2 separate regions of the Anser cygnoides genome follow, and region 2 is linked to region 1. A link is a contact called in public Hi-C data. All regions are on one chromosome and are shown on one strand. The core of a region is the stretch at or near the end of the contact, and the rest is flanking DNA. Distances in the headings are between cores, read along the strand shown.

Region 1 (6,816 bases), core at 2,460-4,959:
AGAGAATAAGGAAATCCTTCCCCATGATGTGAGGTAGATCCACCCAGAGTGCAAATACCTATAGATCACAGTAAGCTTACGCAGTATTAGTTTAATAAAGATTACAAAACCACAGCAGTATACTGAACCTATCAAGAAAACCAGTTTTGTCTTTCTATAGAATACAGGACTTCAAGAAATAATAGTCAAAAGCAGTTGCCCCATAAACTAAGTTACACCAACAAAACATGGACATGGACATGGATCATGGACAAAACACTAAGCAGTAACTAATCCTTATTGAATAAGTCAGAGAAACACTGATAGTCAGACAAAGATAAACAAAGAACAGGGAATGACTTTTTTTTTTAATGGATGATTTCTGTCAATAATTTTGTCAATAAAGATGCAAAATGCTTATAATAATTTAGCAGAAGGAGCAAAGTTAGGCTTCTGAACAGCTTGAAAGATCAAGACGACATCAGTACAAGAAAAAAAAAAAAGACATCATTATGTAAAACTTCCTAAATGCTCAACTAAGTGAAATTCAGTTACACTTGTACTTAATTTTATGTAGAATGACAAGGACTATAGTGAATTCAAAAACTTTTCAGATCAACAGACTTGAATAAAACTACCATCTGATGAAATTTATGCGCAAAAGACAAAAAGAATCATTATTACATCAAGTAACCATAATTTGTTCTCAAGCACAATTTCCACACAGTGGAGTGCATATCTATTGCCCTTCAGTCAAAAACAAAAAAGTAAGCAAGCTGAACATAACCGAACTCATGCACCATGACAAATCAAAACTGCTAAAGATAAGATATATGGAATAACAAGGAACAATGATTAAAAATATGTATTATATAAACAATTGTAAGAAATGCTCTATGAGGCAAATTGGATTGCATGATCCTTGAGGCAAAGGCCATCCTTGATATTGTACAAATATACAAAATAATACTAGGCATCGTGCACTGTATATTTGTACAATGCCTAATGTTGTTACAAAAACAGTTTTAAATAATACGCCTGCTGTGAGCTCAAGTATCTCCAAGTGTAGAACTGACAAAAGCACAAACAAAGAAAATGTTTTTTATTAAGAAATTACACAATTGCCTCCTTTGTCTCAACAGGTAGTCATAATAAAAGCAATGGCAAATTTTAATTTAAAATTGCTGAGCATATTATCTTGATGAAGCAGATTTGCTTTGAACAGCAAAACCATAGCCCAATAAAACCCAACTTAAGGCTAAATCCTGATTCATTAACCTGCTTCACCCTTCCTCAGCCCCAAATCCTAACATCCAGCCCCCAGGGTATCAGAATTTCATTCTCAATGAACAGAAGTTGCCAGGGATAACTCTGCAAGTTCTACGGATTTCTCTGTACTGAAAGCAGAACCAGGACCTTATTATAGCAAAGATGAACCACAACAGATTTTAGCTAGGTAGTGGAATGAGCATGGAGCTCAGCACAGCAAAGCAAGCACTAACAGCCAGCCCCATCCAACAGCAAGGCACTGCACCTACCAGTGCTTTTACTAGAGAATTTTGAAACACATTGGGGTGTACCTAGACTATTTCCCCCCACAGATTATAAAATGTAATTACACAAACACAGTACATACAAAAGCAGGTGCTTTTGTGCTTTATAAGGAAGATTCATAGAATTATTAAGGTTGGAGAAGACCTCCAAGATCATCTGGTCCAATTCATAATAAAAACGGCCAAATACATACATAGCAATGAGGACCAGAATGCATTTAACACTCAGTTTTGGAGGAGTCACTTCTACAACCTGTAGTGATATCTTGTTGCAGGCACATACACAATATTAGAAACCTGAAAGGTTTGAATATGCAAAAGAACTACCAAATTTGATATGAATTTCCAGTACCACTCACAGCCTTTCCTGTCCTGCGAAGACCGTTTTTTCTGTACTCTGCATAAGCTACTGATGTTGCGTTAAGAGAGATAACTTTGCATTACCAAGTATATACAGACGGAATTTAATGCCAGGTACTCAGCAATGGCTGACATTACAGGAACAGCTGTCACCAATTAACATCCAGGTTTCAAATCTGAAAATTATTTGCCAGTTCACGAAGTTGCATCTCATTAACTCACTATCTCTCCCTAGGCCAAGAACCCCCAAAGAAGTGATTCTTACTTCCCAAAGAGCTTTTCAACTGCTGTAAGAACTGGAGAGCAACAACGAACTTTTTCAGTCACTCATCACATACGCCAGTTCTACCTTTGTTTGTATTTTTCAGGTGGCAGGAGGAGCTACCTTGATTTTTGTGAATTTTTGAACAGTGACGTGAGCAAGAATAGTAGTAAAAGCTACTCATGAGGCAACGTGCCATGTTGAAACTAGCAAAAAAAATCTCACAGCAAAGACATTGACACTGGAAGGACAGTATTACCTTCCTTTTCTATTCTTCTCCATCTTCTCAGAAAGGACTATGAAAGCTAGGGCTTTCGATATTTTTGATTTCAACCTATGGAAATTAGTGGCATATGGAAGAGCTTTCCATTTGCTACTAGAGCCTATTTTAAAAATTCCTCTGAATAACAGCTGTATTCAAACTGTGCTTTAGAGGTTTCATAGTCTGAGAACAAGAGGTCTCATTCCTGTCAGTTTTCTTAACTTGAATTGTATAATACTTGTTTTTAAAGAGGACTAATTCCAGAACAGCCATGTATTGATGGAGGAGGAAGGAGACTCCTAAAAGCAATTTGCATTTTATTAAAAAATCAATTGAATACCAGGCAGAGTCCAATTGCGGAACATTAAATAAAGCTAAATATACTTTCTGTGAGATTTCTGTGACACCCTGCATCCCCACCTTTCCAATTTACTCCCTAGATGACGTATCCGACCGAACAGTTGAATTTACTCCTTAGCTGATGTATCAGACTAAAGAATTAAATAATATTTACACTCCCTAGCTGATGTATCAGAGTGAACTGATAGAACATAGCATATCACGTGGAACTATACGAATTTCAAATCGCTAACAGTAGTAATGCATCGCTATAGGGAAGTGGTTGAGTCACCATCCCTGGAGGTCTTTAAAAGACATTTAGATGTAGAGCTTAGTCATAGGGTTTAGTTGAGGACTTGTGTTAGGTCAGAGGTTGGACTGGGTGATCTTGGAGGTCTCTTCCAACCTAGATGATTCTGTGATCTTCTGTGAGTTAACAGTGCGCTTAGTAAGGGTGCTCTTTAATAGGTGCCGTAGCCATGTGTTGTCCTTGAAACCACGTCTGGTAGGATGTATGGTTTTCTCATGAACATTAGCTCCACACTTGGTGTGAATGTAATCATTGATTAACCCATGCTTTTATTGGTGCAAAACACTTGAGTTTGGGACAGAACTGAGAGGCTGCTCGATGTGTGGGACGACCGGTGTAGCTTCTCCCACCACATAAAACACACCAACAAGCGGCGGTTCCTCAGTTCTTTCTAGACAACCTATAAGACACAATTACGGGATTTTTTTTTTTTTTAAAGGGCAATTTTTCAAGGGTAAGCACGGAAAGACCCACTCCTTTCTCCCCTCACACCGATCCCCCCCCCCCCCGCGTCCCCCGCTCCCCGCCATTTCCCCTCCCCGGGGGCGGGGCGAGGCGCTGACATGGCGGCGCCCGGGGAGCTCCCCCGGCCGCGGGTCACGTGACGCCGCCTCGGCGCGCGCTCCCGTCGGTTCCGTCCCCTCCCCTGCCGGCAGGGCCGTGTCGCCATCCCGGCGTGCCGCGCGCGGCGTGGGGGCTCCGCCATCCCGCTGGGAGCCGACGGGCAACGGACGGGGCCCTGCCCGCCGCACCGGGAGGCGGGAAGGAGGCGGACGGGGAGGGGAGGGGGCAGGAGGAGGAGGAAGAGGAGGGGGGGGGCCGCCCAACGGCCATGCCCGCGCGCAGCCCCTGAGCGGCGCCCGGCCGCCCCTCCCCCGCGCGGACGCCCGCCCGCCCGCAGCAGCCAGCCGCCAACATGGAGGCCGTGAACGCCTTCAACCAGGAGGTGGGAGCCGGGGGGCGGCGGGGGCACGGCGGAGGGGAGGAGGAAGGAGGGAAGGGGGGCACGGCCGCCATCGTTGTCCCCCCCCCCCGCCTTCCCCTCGGCGCTCGGTTTCCGGCTCTGGGCCGCGCGGGCCCGGCCCGCGGCCTGCGCTGGGGAAGGGCCCGGTAACGCCCGGGCTGCGGCCTGCGGGGGGTGAGGGGAGGTCGGGGCGGAGGTGGAGGCCGGCAGGGTGGGACAGGGAGAGGGGGGAAGGCGGCGGGGGGCTGGGGGGCTGCCCCGGCGTGGGGGCAGGCTGGAAAGGCGCTCGGAGCCCTCTCCCCTCGCAAACAGAAGGCCCCCGTCGGCCTCTGGTGGCTTTTTGTGATTCTTTACTCAGCCAGCCAGGGTTTGGAACAAAATGGACAACGGCTGGCTTTGCGTGTTGTGGAAGGAAACGCTTCAGCCCCTATTTTATAAACTTTTCGGCCTAAACCAATTCCCAGCTAGACCTCACTTTGCAGATTTGACTGTTGCAGGTCAGGTATGGGCTACAGAACGTGCCTATCTTCCTCGCGACTAACCAGTTCAAACTAAGCCAGGACCTATCCCGGAGCGTTTAGTGCATTTTGAAGGTTGCCGTGCGTGTTTGCTGAACGGAATCGAGAAAAATGGCAGGCTACCCTCATGTGATGAAGTCATGCTGTGTAAAGTTCACTCCCTGCAACTAACTGCTTGTCATACACACTCGACCAAAAATCCACTCTTTGTTAACAAAAATACATATATATAACAGTACAAAGTAAAAAATAGATAGCACGTGCGTCCTTCTAACAATTTCTTTCATTTGTGCATGCTACATGTTGAACCAGTCGTACAAAAAAGCATACAAAAAACCTTCCCAAATACATTGGAGCAGAATGGCACACGTGCTGCATTTTCAGTTTTCATGCAGAGCGCAGAAATATTCTTAGCTGACTAAATATAAACAAATTCTAGCAGATGATTGCTTTTACCTCATTCATTTCAAAATGATGCTACCTGATAAAACTTAATTGTACAGGTAGTGCTTTGCGTTTCTCATACAATAAAAACCACTTTTTTTTGCTGATCTGGGGGTGAAAGCATGTGCGACTTTGGAGGAGACGTTAGTGTGCCTTGGTATCCTGTGACTAACCACAGTTTTAGAAATAGGCATGTTTTAATTAATGCATCCTCCTTTCAGATGAAGCAAAAGCATAATTATTTTGTTTGATACAATCAGAAATTTATTGTGTAATTTATTGTGTAAGCTGAAAGGTATTGAAACGCTGGATTTTATTTCAATGTCAGTTATGGAGAAGAAAACTACTTGGAAAAACTCCTCTTCTGCAATCATTGGCACACAGGAGTAGTTCCGTAGGACTGCTTGTGCATAAAGTTAGAGTGTTAATAAATTTATTTTTTTTTGTAATTACTGTGCTGTTCTTAGAAGGTGTGTTTATGGTATTAGCTAAGAACATAAAGTTCTTCAGCTGTCCTTTTAGCATTACAGAATGTATGCTGCCTGAAACTGCATGCAAAACAATGCAGATTAAAATAAAGTTTGAAACAGCTCAAGCTTATTTTGAGGAGGGAAAGATTTACGTTAAATACTGCTCCTTTTGTGGGTTTTCTCACTGAAAGCGGAGAAGGGGCAGTTTTACAAAAGTTGTCAACATTTTCACAGGGTGGTGGGGATAGGGCAGGCTGGCGAGTGCTTGAGGACTCATTTTGTCCATAAGACTATCTTAAAATGCATAAATGACGTAAGGACAGCAGAGGTATTAGTCTTTGCTAGTCGAATAGTTATTTTATTGAGAGTAAAACAGCTTCAACAACAAAGATCAGGGTTGTCCCCAAATACCCTGTAGGTCAAGGATTCCTCAACATACTGTCTGACAGTTGTACAATACCATTGTAGAAAGGGACTTGTGGTTTTATAATGGCAACTTCAGCTGCAACAGCCGTTGAGTTTGGTTCTGGACTTGCCATGTGTGCTAGAGGGGAGGCGTTTCCAGCTTTGCTGTCCCTTCTGGTGTGGAGGTGGCAGCTGCCAGCTCTCAGCCAGTCTGTGTGCCAGCGGAGACGTGAGCTACTGCTTCAGGTGGTCGTATGATCTTTTGGGATTTTGGGGGCAAGTTTGGTGATTACAGTGATTTCTGAAATGGTGAGAGGTCCAAGCTCAAGTCATGTAAATTAGGCATCCTCTGGGCTATTATATCGGTATCTTCTTCTCAAAAAAGAGAAAAGCACCAGCAACGTTCTTATTAGTGCAAGCTGTACTGTTTGTTTTGCCTGAAGTTCTGTACGAATCATTCATAGTTTTGGCTGACTCCGGTTTCGCTCAGAAGTTCAGGTTTTGGCCTATGAGTTACAGGCTTCTGACTGTATACGATCATGTTGCAGTGAAGTAACAAGTTTCTGCCTGTTAGCTAATTGTGATAAGTATGCGATCTTAGCTGCCCATCTGAATTGTGAGGTGAAACTTAAATACTGAGCTTTGAGCTTGCATGTTGTGCTTAGCAATTGTGGCAAGCTACAAAAGAACACTCCGAGTCCATTAGTTTGGCTCCGGTGATGGGTGGTAACTTACAGGGGTTGCGCAATTTGATCGTGTTTGATTGTGTTGCCCATTCCTTCAAGTCCTGTTCTTTGTACCTCTGTTTTGAATGCAAGTTTACCTGTCAGTGTGCCTCTGAAATTCTAATTTTTCTAATGAGCGGGCACATTTTTTGTATTCAGCGAACGTGTTTGCAGCTTTACTTTTATCCAGCTGCGCTCTGAGCAGATATTACCAACTGAATAGGT
Region 2 (6,816 bases), core at 3,070-5,569, 300 kb before region 1:
ATGCAATAAAAACAACAAGACTGAGGTTAGGCTATTATAATATTGTACTTTAGTTGATAATTTTAGCTAGCATCCTACTTCAACAAAACATTTGTTAGCAATTTTCATGCTAAAGGTATAAATGTTTGGGTATTTTAAAACAATGCGTTAAAATGACAAAGTTGTTTGTGAAATTTGAATTCTCAGAAACTTAATTGCTTTGCTTTTGCTTAGTAAGGTGGAACTCCAAACTTTGTTCTGTCAGTGTCATGACTTGAACAAACTGTAGATAATATTCTACCTTTTCTGGACAGTTGTAACAAGGTATAAAAGTTACATTGTTGTTTGAAGAAATTTATAAAACCAGGAATATTTTGGTTTTAAGAAGTTGCATGGACAAAACTGGCTTTTCCATTTAGTCTTATTCTAAATGATGGTAACTTGCCTTTCTAAAATAGTAATGTGTTTTAAAAGAAAGTCCTTCCTCCTCCCTACAAAGCTGTTGATTTTAGCTTCACACATCAAGAAACACCAGAGAAGCCTACAGAAATGCCTAATGTGCATATACTAATAACACTAATTTTCCCTTTCATTGTGATGCGCAAATATTGCTTGTAACATCAGTGTTAGAACCTTTCCAACAGTGAGACCTAGAGCTTTTCATTTCACGTCTGTGCTGCGTTATCACTTGTTTAGAATATAGCGTAATTGCCCAAGCTTCTCAAAGATTTTCTGATACAATGCCTTTTGTGTTTTCGTGCTTTTGGCCAGGATTCTGAGCTGCATGAACTGATGGCATGGGCTGGGGGGACGAGAGGGGACTTGTGTTTAACAGCCAGTAAGCTTTACTTCAGAGAAGGGGCTGAGAGTTAGTGGCTTCCAGAAAAGAAGCAACTTGCATGATGGACTTGTAAAAATAACTGTAACCAAATTGTATTGAAGTTTTCATTTAATACCGAGAGCTTCTTTTGTTCTCATAGAACTGAGAAATGGGGAGTTAGTAATATTAAAAACAGACAGCCACGTGACTTACTAAGCACTTTGTTTTCTTTCCAGATTAAAACAAATGGAACCTATGGCACTCAACTCGAAACACAGTTAAATAGTGACCCTTTTGAAGATCTGTCATTTAAGCTGCTTGTATCAAAGATGCAGACATCTGTTCGAACATCAACCGTTCCAACTTCAAACCAAAAGGAGTTGATGCAGTTACCTTCTGCAACACAAAGAAATTATGATATTTTGAATACTGTAAATTGCATGCCAGCAATGCCTCCTACTCCAACCTTTAACGCATCCCAGGAACATATGCGCAGCTCTCCAAATCCATTTGTTACTGGACTGAACTGCACAAATCCATTCACTGAAAGAACCGTTAATGCTGGAAACCCATTTAGAACAGAAACCCAAGAATCTGAATTAACTTCACATTTACTGGAAGGACGTGCTGCTTTCAATCCTTTCCCTTCCCTAAATCCCCCCAGTCGTAATACGAGCAAGCCTGTATTTTCTGTTGATGCATCTGAAAACAGTTTTTGCTTGCGAAGTAACTCTCTCATGGTAAAAAATGTACAGCCAAAAGGATGGGTAACGTTTGAGGAGGAGGAGAATTTCAGTGTAAAGCTAAAGCCATCTAAAAGTGTTCCAGATTTTAAGCGAATCGGTTCCAGGAAGTCAGCTGGATCTCCAGATTTGCTGGGCACTGAACAAAATACTTTTATTGGTTCAGACTTTAACTTTGATATTGACTGGAATAAAAGTTCTACTGATTGCTTCTATACAATGCCAGCAAGAAGACCACCTGCACCTCCTATACCATCAAGAATAACCAGCAACAGATCCCCTGCAGATCCTTTCACTTCTTCTTCGGCACCTAAGGTGTCACCAACGCAAGATTTTACAGAAAGATAGGTGTTCAAAAATATAAGAGGATATATTTGTTGCTAGATTTATCCAGTAGAATAATTGGGCATTTGAGATTATTCTGTGTGCAATAATTAATTGTCAAATGCACTGAAACTTTACTCATAAGCAGCCACTATTATTTGTGTATAAATTTTGAATATGTATATATGGTAGAGCACAAAAAATTGTCTGAAACTTATTAAAATCCCAATGTAATAGTATTTGAATAGACAGAAAAAGAAGGATGAGCTACTAATCTCAATAAAATATACCAACCTTGGAAATAGTTTTTGCTTAGGGAGCTCTCATTTCTGTTCCCCTTTGTGGAATTTCAAAAGAGGCTCCCTGCTGGTAGCCTTCCCACTCCCTTTTTACTGTTTTGTTAATTGATATTTATAAGTATTTACCAAAGAGCTGCCAAAGTTTATTGAGATTTGAATGTTGACAAGTATTGTTTAGAAGTTGTTTAATTTATAACAGAGGCTATGGAGATTTGTAAGGCTTATATTTGAATTTGAGGCACAACAGAAATAGTTTAATTTCAAAATACAAACAATGTTTTGTGTATTAATATATTCACTACTTCAATTTTCTGTGTCAGTACATTTCAGCTGTTAAATATTATTGTCACATATATTGACTAGCATTAGTTCAGAGTAATCGTTCCATATCATCCACTTATTCGTACTATTTTAAATATACTTTTTTACCCCCCACAAATTGGAAACAATTGACATAAGTTTTCCCTCAACCTCTGGAAAAAAATCCCCTTGAATCTTGATATATATATATAAAGCAGTCTTTTACCAGTTACAGACAACATATTACCATTAGCTTGTCCCACCGTCTTCTTTCACATGTTGGAAGGGCTTTCTTGTCCTATAGAAGGCCCCGGGTGAAAGAATCAGCGGTCATAGTACAACATGAGAGGAGAAAGTCACCTTACATGTTTGGGCTGTCCTCCCACCATCCTTCCTGTCTACTGTACTTACTGCTGCATTTGTCAAAAATCTCGCCTTCAAAGAAAAGAGAACAGCAGTTCTCTGAGATGAATGTTATCATTCAGTTGCTTTTGCAGTTATACTAAATACGTGACCCTTTGTTCCCCAGAGACGGTGACCATCCTGTGTGTGGTGCTGCTTTGAGGCTAGCAAAGGCTAAGTTGCAGTTTTACATATTATTCTATAAAAATACAACTCTGTGCTTTTATGTTTTCTAAAGCTCACACGAAATTACATAAAATGTAGTATTTTATTATCTTGAGGAAATTTAAAACTACTGATTTCCTTACAATTTGCAGTGTCCTGGGACATAACTTCCACATGCAGATGTGTGCTTTCACCAAAAGCTGAACGTGTCACGATGTTGTCATCTCTTGGGGGACTGCAACTGCCTGCCTATGCTCATTGGCTTACTTGCAAACAAACTGTACTGGTTCTGCAGAACCACTGACTGAAACTCAACATACTGGCGTTATAGTAGTAAAATTCAGAACGACAGTACTTTTTCAAAATTCTCAAACGCTATCAAAACATTATTTATAAAATAATCCACTCTTCCTTTCACACTGGTTGGCCATGAGCTGCAGCTGGGTAGAGAAGTGACTATCGTGAGTTTTATATTGTGCTTTTTTCTGTTCGGCTCATTAAACAGTACTTGCACATTTTAAACAGCCGTGGTACTCTAATCTTTGTGCTTCAGTATGTGGATTACCTTGTTTTACACTGTTGCTATAAACATCTGTGTGATCGGTGTTTTGGTATATTCTTACATTAGCAAAACAACTTTGGGGGGAAACTTTTTCCTAGTGGGAGTTACGTGATAAATATGTTCTTTGTTGAATATTCAATTACAGTGATTAAAAACTAAAACGTACCTGGTATACAGCACCTCTGCACTATACAGGATTACGGAGACTGACAGCAACATACTGCAGAGATCACAAGAACTGCTCCAAAACTAGAGCGTGTGTGTAAATATAGCTAACCACCGTAACGTGTATTAACGAAACGAATTACTAGCAGAAGATGTGAGACAACTAAGGATTCAGCATAGAGATGCTCAACACCTTCTCATGACTCCTGTGTTCCCTGTGGTAAATTGCTCTGTTAAATGTAACAGTTTTCTTGCTTGTGACACACGATATTTATGGCTGTATACTTTACAGAACCGCAGTATTGAAACTCAGTGGCGTACACCATGCCGTATATACCCTGTGGAAGGCGGTGTTGCATTAACGAAATAAACATACCTGCCCGTACCAACTTTCCCTTCTCTCTCTTTGTAACATAGCCACTTACAGGTGCAGCCCCTGCCCTGAAGCCGGGATCGCCCTCGCCCTCCTTGGGCGGGCGGCGGGGACCAGGCTGAGGGGAAACGCGGCTGAGGAGGCGCCTCGGGGGCGGCGCCATTTTGTCTCCCCCCGCCCCGACCGCCATAACGGCCACAGCCACCGGCGGCGGCCATGCGCAGAGCGGCGCCGGGGCCGTCTCCGTGAGGGGCCGCCGCGGGTCCGGCCGTGAGGGGCCGCGGCCGTGAGGGGCCGCCGGGTGCCGCCATGGTGCGGCTGCACGTTAAGCGCGGCGACGAGAGCCAGTTCCTGCTGGAGGCGGCCTGCGGCGCCCGCCTGGCCGAGCTGGCGCCCCTCGTCGCCCGCATCTACAACGGGAGGCTGAAGGTGCAGCGGCTGTGCTCAGGTACCGGCCGCTATCCCGCCCTCCTGCCGCCGTGAGGGGCAGCGGCGGCTGCCGGCTGCGGGTCGGGGGCCTCAGGGCAGGGCGGAGGGTGAGGGAGCTGCAGCTGGGAGGCGGCGGTAACCAGTGGCTACCCCGCCGGGTAAACACCTTGGCCTGCTCCCATCCGGCGTCTCTTGATCGGGCAGAAATGATTGCAGAGACTTGGGTTTGTTTCTTGGTTCGCACCGGGAGACAGTCAGACCCCATGGTTCTGGTCCAGAACCAAAGACAGAGGATGCTTATTTTCCCAAGTGTGAAGAGGTGTACTGCTGTGTAACAGTAAAACGTTTTCCCCTTCTGAAAGAAGTTGCTTTCCCAAAAGTATTTGGAAAAAGGAACATGCAGTCAGCTAACGCTGACTCGTGAAATACCTGTAAGAAAAAGTTCATGGCCAGCAAGGAGAGAATCACAGAATCACTAAGGTTGGAAAAGACCTTCAAGATCATCTGGTATCATCTAGGTTTGCATACCTAGCCTTGTTTCACTTGTTACTGTTTCATGTATATGTGAAGAACATGAATTTTAATGTAATTACTGTGCGTATATACATATTTATAATATATATCTCTATTTAACATGTATTTATATATATACACTGTATTTATATAGATATATACTTATTATTATTTTCATATACTTAGTTCTTTAAAAACTGAAGCCTAGCAGTAAGGTTTTCTGCATGTACATCATCCAAAAGGGTGTTTCTAAATGCTGTATTCTCAGTGACAGACATTTCTAACCTTGTGCTCTAAACGCTTTAAAGAGATGGAGGAGCTGGCAGAGCATGGTGTTTACTTGCCGCTTAATATGCAAGGACTGACGGAAGAGCAAATTGAAGAACTGAAGTTAAAGGATGAGTGGGCAGAAAAGTGCGTACCGAGTGGTGGGAGTGTCTTCAAGAAGGATGAAATTGGACGAAGAAATGGACATGGTAAATAGAGCCCAGATGTTTGCTTTTTTCCTGTAAGCATAAATAATCTGTGATATCATGAGGAACATGAAAACCATGATTCTGAGCTTAATTTTCACCTCACTGTCCTGGAAGAAAACTAAGTCAATACTTAGTACGCGTTTGATATCAGGCAGCCTGTTAGCCATCTAATGTTTCTTTGCTAATTACAATGATCGTTGTATAGACACACTATATTAAAGGCAGTTGTAGATTTGTTATGTAAGTAGCTATTTAAGAGCCTTTTTTCACAATAAATCAGCTAAACGATCAGTTACTTACATAAATCCTGGATTAGGACCTAGTGTAACATTGATGTAAAAGCCTAGATGGTGTTGTATCTCTTTGGCACAGGTGCTATTTAACTTTGCAACTGTAATGCTTGGAAGTAAACTCCAAAAATAAGCAAGCAGTTGCCAGAAGGGAGAGTAACTATTTTGCTTCAATTTATTCTCCCTGTTTGTAAATGCATACTTGTGTATTGTTTTTCTCCAGAGTCTCCAAGGTGCTTTGAGTTAATAGGTTAGGTTGTTCTTCTAGTATCTCTCAGTTCTCGTATTGACTGCGACTTAGATGAGTGAGTTCAGTAAGCCTCTTTTTCTTTCTGCAAATTGTGCTGTTGCCTTCGCACCTGGTACAAGCATCGAGCACTGCTCCCCTGCCACCTCAGGGCCAGGGGCACGAGGGCTGGCTGTGACCATCTTCGAGCTGGCTGCGTTATTGCTACCCCGACACCACAACAGCCCCTGCCAGGCCGGCAGCCCTTTAGATGCTGATTACAGGCAGTTCAATTACGGAGGACTCTTGGAATAATTTAGCCTTAATGTGGCATGCACAAGCAGCTTATTCCAAATGTTTTGTTTTGGGGAAAATAATTCTTCTAATGCAACACATTGTCCAATCAAGCTTAAGCTCGTGCTGAGCTTCATTAAGAGCTTACAATATACCTAAATGTTTTCCCTCCTGCCTGTGTTCTCACAAGTGGTCAAGCCTCTCTTGCACACCTTGGGGCATTTTGCTTCAGAGTTTGGCATGGTTGTGAGCAGTGTCAAGCCTTATACTAAAAATTTACAAGCAAATTTAGCATAAGGGTAGTACCGCTCTTACTTGTAGTCATAGTTGGGCATTTATGTGTTAGCGGGTAGACAGCTTTTTAATATCAACAAAGCTATAATACTGAACAGTGTGCAAATGTGGGCCAAATTAGATACAACTAAATGATGCATTTAAATACTCAGCTGGAAATGA

What was found. Hi-C and Micro-C count contacts between places; a contact is called where the count stands out from the background.
Region 2: a Hi-C map of liver shows a contact between it and region 1, with 2.9 times the contacts expected there. The contact joins the promoter of CFAP298 here to the promoter of SCAF4 in region 1. A contact is called at or near these places in 3 of 7 Hi-C or Micro-C datasets (granulosa cells and liver).

What each region holds. Positions count from the first base shown.
Region 1 is chr1:112,688,898-112,695,713 of Taihu_goose_T2T_genome, reverse strand. SCAF4 (SR-related CTD associated factor 4) reads left to right here and starts at 3,709. Exons shown (of 21, transcript XM_048071451.2): 1 at 3,709-4,011. The coding sequence starts at 3,982.
Region 2 is chr1:112,991,341-112,998,156 of Taihu_goose_T2T_genome, reverse strand. It overlaps CFAP298 (cilia and flagella associated protein 298), which reads left to right and starts at 4,319. Exons shown (of 7, transcript XM_048071373.2): 1 at 4,319-4,580; 2 at 5,383-5,550. The coding sequence starts at 4,442. SYNJ1 (synaptojanin 1) reads left to right here. Exons shown (of 31, transcript XM_066978153.1): 31 at 1,036-4,144. The coding sequence ends at 1,890. LOC136786476 (a long non-coding RNA gene) reads right to left here and starts at 4,277. Exons shown (of 3, transcript XR_010825232.1): 1 at 4,136-4,277; 2 at 1,013-1,195.